3 separate regions of the Gossypium hirsutum genome follow, and regions 1 and 3 are each linked to region 2. A link is a contact called in public Hi-C data. All regions are on one chromosome and are shown on one strand. The core of a region is the stretch at or near the end of the contact, and the rest is flanking DNA. Distances in the headings are between cores, read along the strand shown. Region 1 holds the start of LOC107895119 (UDP-glucuronate 4-epimerase 5). Region 2 holds the start of LOC107927002 (SNARE-interacting protein KEULE). Region 3 holds the start of LOC107895124.

Region 1 (4,354 bases), core at 1,644-4,143, 180 kb after region 2:
GTTGGAGTACCTGCAAATGACTTTGCACTTGACTACATTGCCATAGACATAGAACCCTGGTGTGATCAAGATCCGTACCATGCTTGGAACCAATTTCTTGGCTCTTTCACCATCCATGTCCTCCATGTATACGGAATCAAACCTTGCCCCCTTATCCACCCTGAAGATTGGTAAACCAGGGTGCACCGAGTTGGCCAAAAGGTGAACCAAGCACAGACTCTTTGAGGCACCGAAAAAGGCTTGTAGCAATGGTTCAGGCCAAGCTCGGTTCCAACCCAACATAGCCACAATTTCATTCATTTTCCTGTCACAAAACTGGCTGAACTCCTCACTGAAATGCCTTGTTCCCTTATTCAGAACTTCCTCCCATGCTAGACCTTGTAATTCATTGAATGACTTGTAATTAGCTTCACAACGATCAATGGGGTTTCAATATTTGGTTCACCGCGTTCTTTTGAAACTGGTTGATTCAAAATCTTCAAAGAAGGCTTTGTTCAAAGCTTCGAGGTAAAGGAGAAGGCTTCTGGGGTTTTTCGAGTGAGAAATCTTCATATCATAAGGCTATAAAAGCACAGATATTCTCTCATAAACTTTGCTACCCATGTGCCTTAATTGCATGGTGAGTGATCTACTTAAAAGCCTGGTTGAAGACCTGGATTCAGATACAGAAGCCAAGAACTGTTGAATCACTTTCTCATAAGCTCCAATAACTCCATCTTGTTTCTTCACTTGATGAATATTTATGTGTTTGACCCATTCTATAAGGAGAGTTTCTGTTACATTCATCTAGACCAGACTTTAAATTGTGACAATATACATCAAGCTTGTTAAGCTTCTTCTCAAGTTCAGCCATGGAATATTTTAACTTCGAAGCTTCCATTAATGCTTCATCTCTCTTCCTTGTAGCTTGAATAAGGATTTGAGACAACATAACCATTCCAAAGGCCAAGTAAATAATACAGCCAAAACAAACAAATTAAGACATCATACATCTTCAAGCTCTTCCAACCAAAACTGGCAGGCAAAACCAGGGGAATTCGATAGACAAATATCATTTAAAAGCACATTGCAGCGGTTGCAATTTTATTGAAATAACTGTATGGTTAAGAAAACAAAATGAACCAGCAATCAGAACATCTTTTCGATCCATCAGTCATGAACTGTACAATGCTTAAAACTGCTAAAAGAAGCTTCCAAGAGAAAAGGAAGCAACATGTGGAATAAAAACTAAAATGCTGCTAGCTTCCCATCACTACGAGTTGGGAAGAGATGCCCACCCTACAGGCAAAGCAGAACAGTACCCCTCTTGCATGATTATATCAAGCATACAATGAAGTAAATGCTCAATAAACCACAAAATGAACACAATAGAGAAGTAATCAATATGAACTAAAATGAGAGAAATAATAAATATAAAAAAAAAAGATCGAGAAAGTTTCACCAAGAACTCTTCTTCTTTGACCCCGAATAAAAACTGAGGTACCATCTCACAAACTTCTTCAACCCTGCCTCCAAATCAGTCGTTGGCTTGTAACCGAGCTCCGTCATTGCTAAGGTAATATTGGCGTGTGTGAACTCCACATCCCCATTTCTTGGCAGTGGCACTACTTTCTTCTTAGCCTTCACCTTTAAAATCTTCTCCAATATACTAACCAGCCTACTCACAGGTACAGGCGAAGTATTCCCCAAATTAAAAATCCTCAATTGTGCAGGCCCTCTCTTCTTTCCCCCACTCCCTGTACTCTTCTTTGCCGTATCCAATGCTCCCAAACACCCTTTCACTATATCATCAATATAGGTAAAATCCCTAGCCACACTACCCTTATCTGGTGATTCGTATACAGTGATCGTTTTACCTTTCATTATATCTTTAGTGAAAAAGAAATATGCCATATCGGGCCGACCCCAAGGACCATAAACCGTGAAAAATCGCAATCCAGTTATTGAAAGTCCATAAATATGATTATATGTATGCGCAATTTCCTCACCGGCTTTCTTTGTAGCAGCATATAAACTAGCAGGTTGATCAGTTCTATCTTTCTCTGAAAATGGCACTCTAGAATTCAAGCCGTAGACCGAACTTGAAGATGCCCAGATAATCGCCGGTTGAGGGTTGGCCGATTTCGACACTTCCAGTAAGTTCACAAATCCAGCAATGTTACTATGAACATAAGATCCTGGGTTTTGCATAGCGTAACGAACACCGGCCTGGGCTGCTAAATGCATTACGTGAGTAAACAAAACGGCATCGAACAGTTGTTGGAGAAGACCCTTGTCGTTGATGTCGCCTTCGACTATAAAAACCCCAGCTTTTTCGAGGATCTTCTGGCGAGCCCTTTTCAGGGTTGGATCATAGTAATGGTTAAAGTTGTCAAGGCCAAGAACACCGTCTCCACGGCGTTGAAGAGAGAGGGAGACATGGGTTCCGACAAAACCGGCGGCGCCGGTCACAAGGACGGTGTGACCGGTAGTAGAGCGAGGACGGGCCGATTTGCGGATTAGTTTGTGGGAAAGAGAGAGCGGGGTGTGGTGGGACCCAGTAGAGAGGTGGCGGCGCGGCGATGGTGGGGAAGAAGGGGAGGAAAGTAGGAGGAGGAAGATAAGGAGGATGGAAAGGAAAAGGGTGGAATAAAGGGTTAGTTTGGAAAGAGAGGAAGATGCGGCGGAGGAGTGGAAACGGAAAGCTTTGTCGGGTTTGTGTTTGCCAGGAGTGGATGGAATGTTGTCAAGGTGTGACATTTGGAACAATACAAGATAGGATTTTAGGATTAGGGTTCAGATTTGTGGTGGCGGCGGCGGCAGTGGAGGAAGAGGAGGAGGAGAAAGAAAGGAAAGGCTCCGTATAAAGGTAGAAGACTGGTTGTCATTTTCAAGAATGGGGAATTTGTGGGGTTTATAAGGGTTTGGTTGAACTATTGGAGGGGTATAATCATCATTATCATTTGGAGAGGGAAATTATAAAATTACTACTACTATTTACCATGCCAAGTTACGATTGCAATGCGTTTTAGTGCGTTGAATTGTTTTTTTTTTTAATTTAAATTCAAATTCAAACTTAATCAGTTTTAACTGAAATTAAAATTGAAAATATTTTAGATTAGGATTTTTAAATTTATATATTTGAAATTTTATTTATGATAAATAATTGAAATTTTAATTTTTTTTGGTAAAAAGAAATTGAAAGTAGATATTGGTGTTCATAAAAAAAATTATTTATGTTATTCACTTATAGCAATGGTTGTAAGAGGTAAGTATTTGAATAGTTACATTCAATTATCGTCATGTGTAATTATTTGAGTTTCGAAGTTTATTTTGTGTGAGTTTTAGTTCGATAGATTGGTTTTGGTATAAATTATTTCGATTTTTAGTTTATTTGTGCTTTATATTAATTTAGTTCTACTTTGTAGTTGATTGGACATATATTTGTAATTGTATTGTATTTATACTATAAATGTAACACCCCTAATCTGTATTCATCGCCGAATAGAGTTACGGAGCATTACTAGAGTTTACAGTTCAAACAGTAGAAATTTCAGACATTTCATATCATATAATATTCATGTCAGAAATCAATCAAAATCATACATAATAAGGCCATTTATATATGTATATAGCAAAATATACCAGAACACAAGCCAAAGCATATGGCCACAACCACAATATCACACATAGGCCAACATTAGCTAAAATAACCTATACATTTTATTATAACCGAAATTAAACAACTGAAAGTACCAAAAGAGCCGATGGATAGTGTGGTATAACTCTGACAAGCTTCCAACCCGAATGAGCTTCCGAATCACTATAAAACACAGAAAATAACATAGAGTAAGCATTTAAGCTTAGTAAGTTCGTATAACTTAGAATTTAAATTTAGATAAGTAAACATAGCATATCCCAACTTAATTTGGCCAAAAGCCTAAACACATATTCACCAACATGTTAGCCATGTAAAGCACATATAATATCCAATACACATAGATGAACTCAACCCTTATTCAAATTTCATATACATGTATCATACATTTCATATATCAATATATCATGTAACATCATTTCCATGTACTTCATGTAAATACCTGTAGTAGTTCATATCGAACTCATATATTCGCATAATAGAACTGTGCCCGTTGAACAATTTAGAATATCGTTGGATACTTTGGTAGCACACACAAAGTGTACTGAACTGTAATCCGTCAATTCCTATACATATATGCTCATATAAGCTATGAATCGGTATGCTCTTATGAGCTGTAAATGGTAAGCTCTTCCAAGCTGAATAACGGTAAGCTCATGTGAGCTGAATATCAGTAAGCTCTCTCAAGCTGAGAATCAGTAACCCTAATGACATGTT
Region 2 (4,063 bases), core at 260-2,759:
TGTTATGCAACAGTTAAAATAATACGAAGCTTGGCTTACATGAAACTCCTTCTGCTGTGATGTCACCCATCTTGCAAGAGTAAGACATTACCTTAACCGTGACTTTGTCCATGATTAGCACCTGCTTAGAGGGGATTGAAAATCAAGATAAATAAGAACATTTCTAGCAACCAGTAACAATGATAACAGCACAAAGCCAGCCAATGAATAACCAAAACAAAAATAACAACAAGACCAGCATACCTTCCACGTAGATTTAGAGTCCTTCACTTTTGCAGAACGAAGCATTTCGTGTAATAACCCTTTACATACATCAAGTACATATAGAGATTTAAATCAGATCAGCCACCCAAAATTAGTGAACAAGATCATGCCTAAAGAATAAATGAAAAAAGGTAATAAAACACACACACACACACACACAATCCAAATGCATTATAACCTTGGTTTTTTGCTTAATGGATAGAAAGGTACAAGACAACTAGATGAAGCCTGGGCAGAAAACTTGTGTGCATCATTAAAAGCACCTTGCCTAGGGGTAGGGACCTGCTCTCACTGTCCGGCCCCATGCTTTTAAGCCATAACATGCATGTGCAGCCCTGATTATAATAGTTGAAACATCCCTACACTTCTACAAACTGCGCAGATCGTGATTGTTTTTAGCTCCTCTTTTTTACATATTTCCTTATTCCTATTATGAGTAATTTCACAGCGGGGAGTTAAGGATAAACTCGATGCATTAAAAATCAACTATAGCTCATGAAAAAAGTCCCGTTTTCATGAGCAGTATCAGTCTATATTATAGTTCTCAGCAAAATGCAAATAATGCAGCATATAGCACAGTCATAGCACTGATTTTATGTTTTTGAATTGGTATTGTTGAACAAAAAGACCACTTACATTCTTTGTTCAAATTTCATACATCGAAACCAATAAATTAAAATATATATAGTTAAGCTGATAAGTTATGAAATAATATCTTTTCTTCGTGGCTTTTCCTTAAGACTGCGTAAAAACACAAATTTATTGTATATTCAACTTAACTGACAAATTCATTACTAACGATTAAAATTCAGTAGAAATTACATGATCAGGTTCGAACTACTACTAACGATTGTGAAACCAGATAGATCATAATTAAGCAGAATGATTAGAGAATCTTAAAATTAAGTTTAACAAAGATTGAATAAATAGAGAATATAAGACTTCACTTTCACGGCTGATTTGCTTGAAATTCTTGTAGTGGTGGTCGCCAGCGCCGGAAGAAGAGTCGGAATCCGAATACGACATCGTTTAGAGAACCCTCTGATCAACCGATCCAGTGAAAAACAGGACCGAATAGATGGAGATCCTGGAGTAATCAAAACACAAGAGAAAAGGGAAAATGGAAGGAGAAGGAAGCGTAGATTGTAATTTTTTTTTTTTTGAAATTAGAAAATTATTATTTACACAACTATAATTTATGAGAAAAGGAAAAACTAGAAGGGACGGGTGAAAGAGAAATTATTTTTATTGAATTTTCTTCATTTTACTTTAATTTTTTATTTTTTTCAATGACGTGTTGACGGCTGACAAATGTCGAAAGTATATAATTTCACATTTCCATCTGAAAGTCGACGTGCATGGAATTATATTTAGAATAAAGCAACATTCGGTTATTGAATTTAGTAATTTTTTTTTTAATTTTGGATTCTAAATTTTGATTTGAAATATTATGATGTGGTTATTTAAAATTGCATAACGTTATCGCTTAAATTTTTTATATTAAATTTATTAAAAAATAAAATATTTAAAAACTATCAAGAAATTTTAGAAGAGAATTTCAAACTAGCGCAATTTCATGATCTAAAGTCGTTATACTTTAAAGAATTCAAGTTGAGATAGATAAAAAAATTCAGAGACTAAAATGAAAAAATTAACAAATTAAGGGAGCATATTAGTTTATCTCTAATATTTATGACCTTGCTCTCTTGTCTTCTTCATTCATGAAAATGCATCCGGAAATTTCTTCATTCCTTGCGTGTTTGAATATTTTCCCGTTCAGGGGCGAATGTTGGGGGAAGGGCTGTCCCTCATTTTTTTTCTTTTTCATTTTAGCTTTCTAAAATTTTAAATTAATAAAAATAAAATTATATTTTAATTCTTTAAAAATAATAAAATATTAATTTAATTCTTTAAAATTTACATTTTATTATTATAAAAATTATAATTTAATTTCGACCCCTCTAAAAATTTTATGACTTCTCTTCTGCTCCTCTTTAAAAAAATAGGTTATTTAAATTTCATATTAAATATTACCTATTAGATTTTTTAATTTAGTTTTCAAAATAAATTATTTTAAATTGTATATTAATAATATTTTTTTATTATTTAATAAAATAATAACGTCACATTTGGTACCTATAATTTTTAAAAAAATGTTCATGTAATATTTACACTTTGAAAATGTTCAATGTGGTATATGAACTACCAATATGTGTTTTGTTATTATACCGATATTTACACTATTAATCAGTTACTAAACCAACAAATGAAAATTCGACATGTAAATTTTTTTTCCAAATCATCAAAGTTCCCATGGATAATATAACATAAACAAAAATTTAAACGCTAAACTTATATAAACAAAAATGTCATCTTCTCTGTTTAAGTAATGTCATCTTCTCTAAAGAGCTTTTCATTTGAAATGATATTTTTAATTAATTTTTAAATAATATTTTTTATTATCCATGAAAATACTTAATAATCACTTCTTTTTTATTAGCCAAATGTTAAGTTATTAATTATTTAATAAGTTTAATTTATTTTTTTGTTTAATTTAATTTTTCTTATAATGATAAATTATTCGTGTGACCTGATGATTTGGAAAAAAATTTATGTGACAAATTTTCATTGGTTGATTTAGCAATTTACTAATGGTGTTAACATCATGTACCATGATAAAACACATTAATAGTTCAAATACCACATTGAACGTTTTCAAAGTATAAGTACTACATTAGATTTTTGATGGAAGTACATATACCAAATGTAACATTATCTCTTTTATAAATATAATAATTTAATTCAAAATTTTATATTGTTTTATCTAGTAACTTAGTATCACTTAATTCAATAAAATTAGAAAATAAAAAAAAAATAGATTCAACTAATCATTTTATTTTATTTTTTAAGAGATAATATATTATTTGGTACTTAAGTTTGGTTTTAGTGTTTAATTAGGTACTTAAGTTTAGCTTCAAGGTTCACTTTAATACCTAATTTTTTTTTTAAATTTGATACTTCAGTTTTTTTATCCCATTTAAGTACCCGAGTTTAGCTTCAATATTCGATTTAGTATCCAAACTTTATTTTTTTTCCAATTAAGCACTTGTGTTGTTTTTTATCAGAGCATACATGTCAAACATTCATTAAATTATTTGATATGTGTATTAAATTGAATATTAAAATTAAATACACATACAAAATATACCAAATTAAATAATTAAACCAACCTATTCTTGAATAATATAAATGTTGAAACGAAAAATATATCTATTTCACATTGCCGTCTGGAAGTTGGGAAAAGTAAATCGCACTCGTATAACCTTTCTGCTCCTTTGTGGAAAAATATATTTTTTCACATTCAAGAAAATGTCGATAATTTGTATTTGAGAATTTATTAATTTCTTGCATTTTATACGATATTCTCCGGTTGAAGACAACAAGGTTATTAAATTTTAGGGTAAACTATCTTGGGTGGTCACTCAATTTTTGGTAGATTTTATTTGGTCACCCAATTTCAAAAACTTTTACTTTTATTAAAGTTAAAACTTTAGTCTTACATAGTTAAATACTTAATGAAAAGTTGATGTGGGTATTTTTTTAGTGGTCCAATAATAAATTTAATCTTTTAATATTTACACATTTTATCAATTTGACCTTTAATCTAAAAATTCAACAAATTTAACTGTCAATATTTATAAAAAACTTCATTTAGTTTTAATTCTAAAAAATTCAATAAATTTAGTCGTGAACAATTGCAAAATTTATCAATTTAATTCTAATTCCAAAATTTTAGAAA
Region 3 (4,088 bases), core at 1,098-3,597, 130 kb after region 2:
GTTTAGCCTTATTGCGGGTGTTTATGGAAATTTTTAATGATGATGAGGTAGATTTAACACCAGGAAAACTTGCAGCTACTTTCATCGCATTTGGTAAGTTTCCAAGGGTTTGAAGTTTCTTCCATCTCATCGCTTGTCATTATTTTAGATAATTCTCACCCAAGTTTTTCAGTCTTAAATTTGGCATTTGCAGTAAGTGTGCTGGGCTTTCTGATTATGCACATAACATTGGTCGGAGCTAACCGGACCACTATTGAGGTAACCATCTTCGCATAATCATGTTTCCTCTTGTTGCCTACATAACTAGTTAAGGTCACAGTTTTTGGTTTGATCAATTTTAGTTTCAAGCAAAAGATAAGAAAACCGGTCTTACATGGCGCTATGACCTTGGTTGGAAGAAAAATTATGAACAGGTACCTCTTCTTTCTTTGTTCCCAAACTCCTCGCTTACGGCTTTGATACTTTTCCAGCGTGTACATGTTTCATCAATGTCTTTGTGTCATGTTCAGCTCATGCCTATTTTAAATTCAGGTGTTTGGTACAGAGAAGAAGCTGTGGTTAATTCCAGTGTATTCAAAGGACGATATAAGGAGGATGCCAGCCCTACAGGGTTTCGAATATCCAACAAGACCCAACTGGGATCCTCAGCATTAACTTAAAAGAGTTTTACAAAACAAGCTTTCAAGTATGCCGTAAATTATGTTCATCATTGAACCAAAATTGATTATTTGTCCTGAAGTTTTCATTTGTATTTTTTTATTTTTTATTTTACTGAATTTTGGTGGTAATATGAGTAAAGTTAACACCAAGAGGTATCGCATATGTATAAATTCATTTCATTGTATAAATGTAAATGTATAAAATCATAGAAAAACATTTTGATTATTTAATTTATTAGGCGTTAGATATCCCGAACTACTCTTTGTACTGCTTTTGTTATATGATTTATATGGTGTAAAATAGGCCTGTATAAAGAGTCAGATTGTATTTTACCCTTTTTATTTATAAAATGAGTAAACTGGTCTTCATACATTAGATGGAAAAGTAAATTGATCCTTTTTTGTTAAAAATTTCGTCCATTTCAACAGTTAAAAAATCGATATTTGTACATCAGTGTATACTTGAGGTATACATAGCATGTCATGTGGAATTGTCTAGTTAATTCGTCAATTACGCCAGTTTTTAACAATAGGAATGGATAAAGATTTTAATAGAAAATATCAATTTTTTCTTGGATATAATATATAAGGATTAACTTGTCATTTTTTGAGTAAATGAGGTAAAATGCAATTTGACTTCTTGTATAGAGATTCTCATAGTATTTTTACCCTCCTTGAAACATTTAGTAGTTGATTGAATTAGGTAAATGTAAATGTTGTTGTAAATAATTGAGGTTTAAAATTTATGTACAAGGTTGAAATGAGATTAACATAGAAATACATAATCTCCGTTTGTGGAGAAGAATCTTAATTCTACCTTCGTATGACATGTTCTTCCCCAGACTGTGGATCAACATGTTTGATCCATCGCCTTTCAGCTTCACCTGAATTCCCTCCACTGCTTGCCACATGCGCAATATCCAACCCTTTCCCTACCGGAAGGAACACACAACGAACTACCCTGTACGATCTCTCATCAACAACACTTTTCCATCTGAAAGTTGAAGCAGTTTTGGGATGAGCATTCTTGCATGCCAGAACAGCCCCTCTGTCACTCAGTTTTGCCAGCTTTAATATCTTTGAAAAGTCATTTCGTTGGCTATCCACCACCATGAAATCTATGCCATTTAGCCCTTTCATTACCTCTTCAGGTTCTCCAACAATGGCTTCTGCAGACATACCAACCTCTTCCAGGGCCTCAGCGTATTCTAATCTCGATCTTTCATCAGGGACTATACATATATGTCTTCCATTTGTATGACTGCTAGCAACTGCCAACCCGATGCTTGTTGCCATAGCCTCGCCTTTTGACCATGTTTCCACAATGAATCTGGCGTTCCAACCGGCAGCCATAGCTGAAACAAGCTCTGCTACACCAGATTCATTATAAAGTTCACACTGCAGTGCAAACAAAACAAGAAAAAAAAAACAGATCAAAAAACACCAAAAATGAAAACAATAAACCATGCAGCATAATTCATAAGGTTTGTTTCCCCTCTATGCTTACGAATTTAACGGTATCAATATAAGCCTTGGAGGCTGTCCCCGGAGACCAAACCTGCTTCATTTCTTCCTTCAATCACCCAATGCCAAATGACAAATCGAAACGAGCAGTTGTGTTTAATTTATATGCGAGACAAAGATATGGTGGAAAGTGGAAACTGATTTGTGTTGGACCGTTGACAATGTATCCACACCAATCCGACGTGTGTCGGATTAGGATTACCTTCAATTTGGTGGGTAATCTATAAAAATAGTCACTTTTGTTTGTCCCAGATTACATTTTAGTCACTTATGTTTGACATGTTACGTTTTAGTCACTTATGTTATTATTTTGTTACGAAGTGATCACTCTACCGTCAAGTTTCGTTTTCTCTCTAACGGTAATCCTACGTGGCAGTCCAACTAGATTTTAGGTGCCAACTTGGATTTCTAGATGAAAATAGATTTTTAATTAAAAATTTTAATTAATTAAAATTTTTAAACCTAAACCTTAACTAAAAAAGCTGTTCATCTCATCTTTTTTTATTTTTCTTTCGTCTCTTCTTTTTTCAATGATTTTTTTTATTTGACTGGAAAATTTATTATTAAGTTCAAAAAGTTAAAATCAAATTGACTACTTCATAAAAATGGATTCAACGGAAGGTTCAGGCATATCTTCTTTGCATTCCTCTATCTCTTTTATTCAATACTGAAAAACAAAAGAATAGATTTTTTATTGTTTAATAAAAATCCTAAATTAAAATTTTTGAAGGCATTCAAGTGGATTACCAAAAAATCTAAGAAACTATTTTTTAATTTCAAGAATTTTAATTTAGGGATTTCATTAAACAATAAAAAAATTAATCTTTTATTTTTCAGTATTGAATAAAAGAGATAGAGGAATGCAAAGAAGACATACCTGAAACCTCCATTGAATCTATTTTTATGAAGAGGTCAATTTAATTTCAACTATTTTGATCTTAATAATAGTTTTTCCAATCAAATAAAAAAAACTATTAAAAGAAAGAAGAGACGGAAGAAAAATAAAAAATAGGAGATAAACAGTTTTTTCAGTTAAGGTTTAGGTTTAAAAATTTTAATTAATTAATTTTTTTAATTAAAAATCTATTTTCATCCCATTTAGAAATCCAAGTTGGCACCTAAGATCTAGTTGGACTGCCACATAGGATTACCGTTAGAGAGATAACGGAACTTAATGGTAGAGTGATCACTTCGTAACAAAATAATAACATAAGTGACTAAAATGTAACATTTCAAACATAAGTGACTAAAATGTAATCTGGGGCAAACAAAAATGACTACTTTTGTAGATTACCTCAATTTGGTATTAAACTAGTAATCTGATATTTCCAGGACAAGTTGGGGCTGTTTCAGAAGGTTAAAATGTGCTTATAGTCCTTGTACTTCTTCAAAATTAAAATTTAATTTTTTTACTTTTGAGATTTCAAAATTTAGGTTTATCTGTTAATACTATATTCTTTTTAAAAATTTTGTTATTGTGATGTTTTGAAATTAAAAAAAGAAAAAAAGGCTACTCACTTAGTACTCATATAATTAACCTGAATTTAACAAAAAAATAACAAAATTAATAGTTAAACCTGAATTTTAAAATCTAAAAAATAGAGAGACTAAATTTTTAAAAATACAAGTATGAAGACTAAATTCCTAATTTTAAAAAATTACAGTTTCAGAATCATTAAAATGTCAGTTTAAATAGAAACTCTTTGCAAATTCCTAGGTGCTCCACCGTAATTTAGAATGGATAAGAGGGGTCAGAGTACACGATTTTTTTGCCATTTTGGTAACTTGATAATGGTTAAGAATTAAGATAATTACCAAATGAAATTAAAATTCCATAAACAAAATACCTTGCTTGTTTTAGAAGCAATATGAAGCAGAATATAGATGCGATGTATCTAACACAAA

What was found. A called contact is a pair of places that touch in the nucleus more often than the background predicts.
Region 1: a contact with region 2 is called in a Hi-C map of leaf, with 2.9 times the contacts expected there. The contact joins the promoter of LOC107895119 here to the promoter of LOC107927002 in region 2. A contact is called at or near these places in 4 of 34 Hi-C or Micro-C datasets (callus, leaf and petal).
Region 3: a Hi-C map of leaf shows a contact between it and region 2, with 2.8 times the contacts expected there. The contact joins the promoter of LOC107895124 here to the promoter of LOC107927002 in region 2. A contact is called at or near these places in 18 of 34 Hi-C or Micro-C datasets (anther, callus, fibers and 4 more).

The regions. Positions count from the first base shown.
Region 1 is chrA08:116,344,653-116,349,006 of Gossypium_hirsutum_v2.1, reverse strand. It overlaps LOC107895119 (UDP-glucuronate 4-epimerase 5), which reads right to left and starts at 2,893. Exons shown (of 2, transcript XM_016820351.2): 1 at 1,442-2,893; 2 at 1,052-1,095. The coding sequence starts at 2,739. The coding sequence ends at 1,056. It also overlaps the pseudogene LOC107895120.
Region 2 is chrA08:116,527,071-116,531,133 of Gossypium_hirsutum_v2.1, reverse strand. LOC107927002 (SNARE-interacting protein KEULE) reads right to left here and starts at 1,509. Exons shown (of 21, transcript XM_016857959.2): 1 at 1,212-1,509; 2 at 244-302; 3 at 40-121. The coding sequence starts at 1,290.
Region 3 is chrA08:116,395,645-116,399,732 of Gossypium_hirsutum_v2.1, reverse strand. LOC107895124 reads right to left here and starts at 2,347. Exons shown (of 2, transcript XM_041074871.1): 1 at 2,167-2,347; 2 at 1,376-2,057. The coding sequence starts at 2,226. The coding sequence ends at 1,473. It overlaps LOC107895122 (probable protein S-acyltransferase 14), which reads left to right. Exons shown (of 7, transcript XM_041074870.1): 4 at 1-93; 5 at 194-258; 6 at 342-413; 7 at 545-1,170. The coding sequence ends at 562.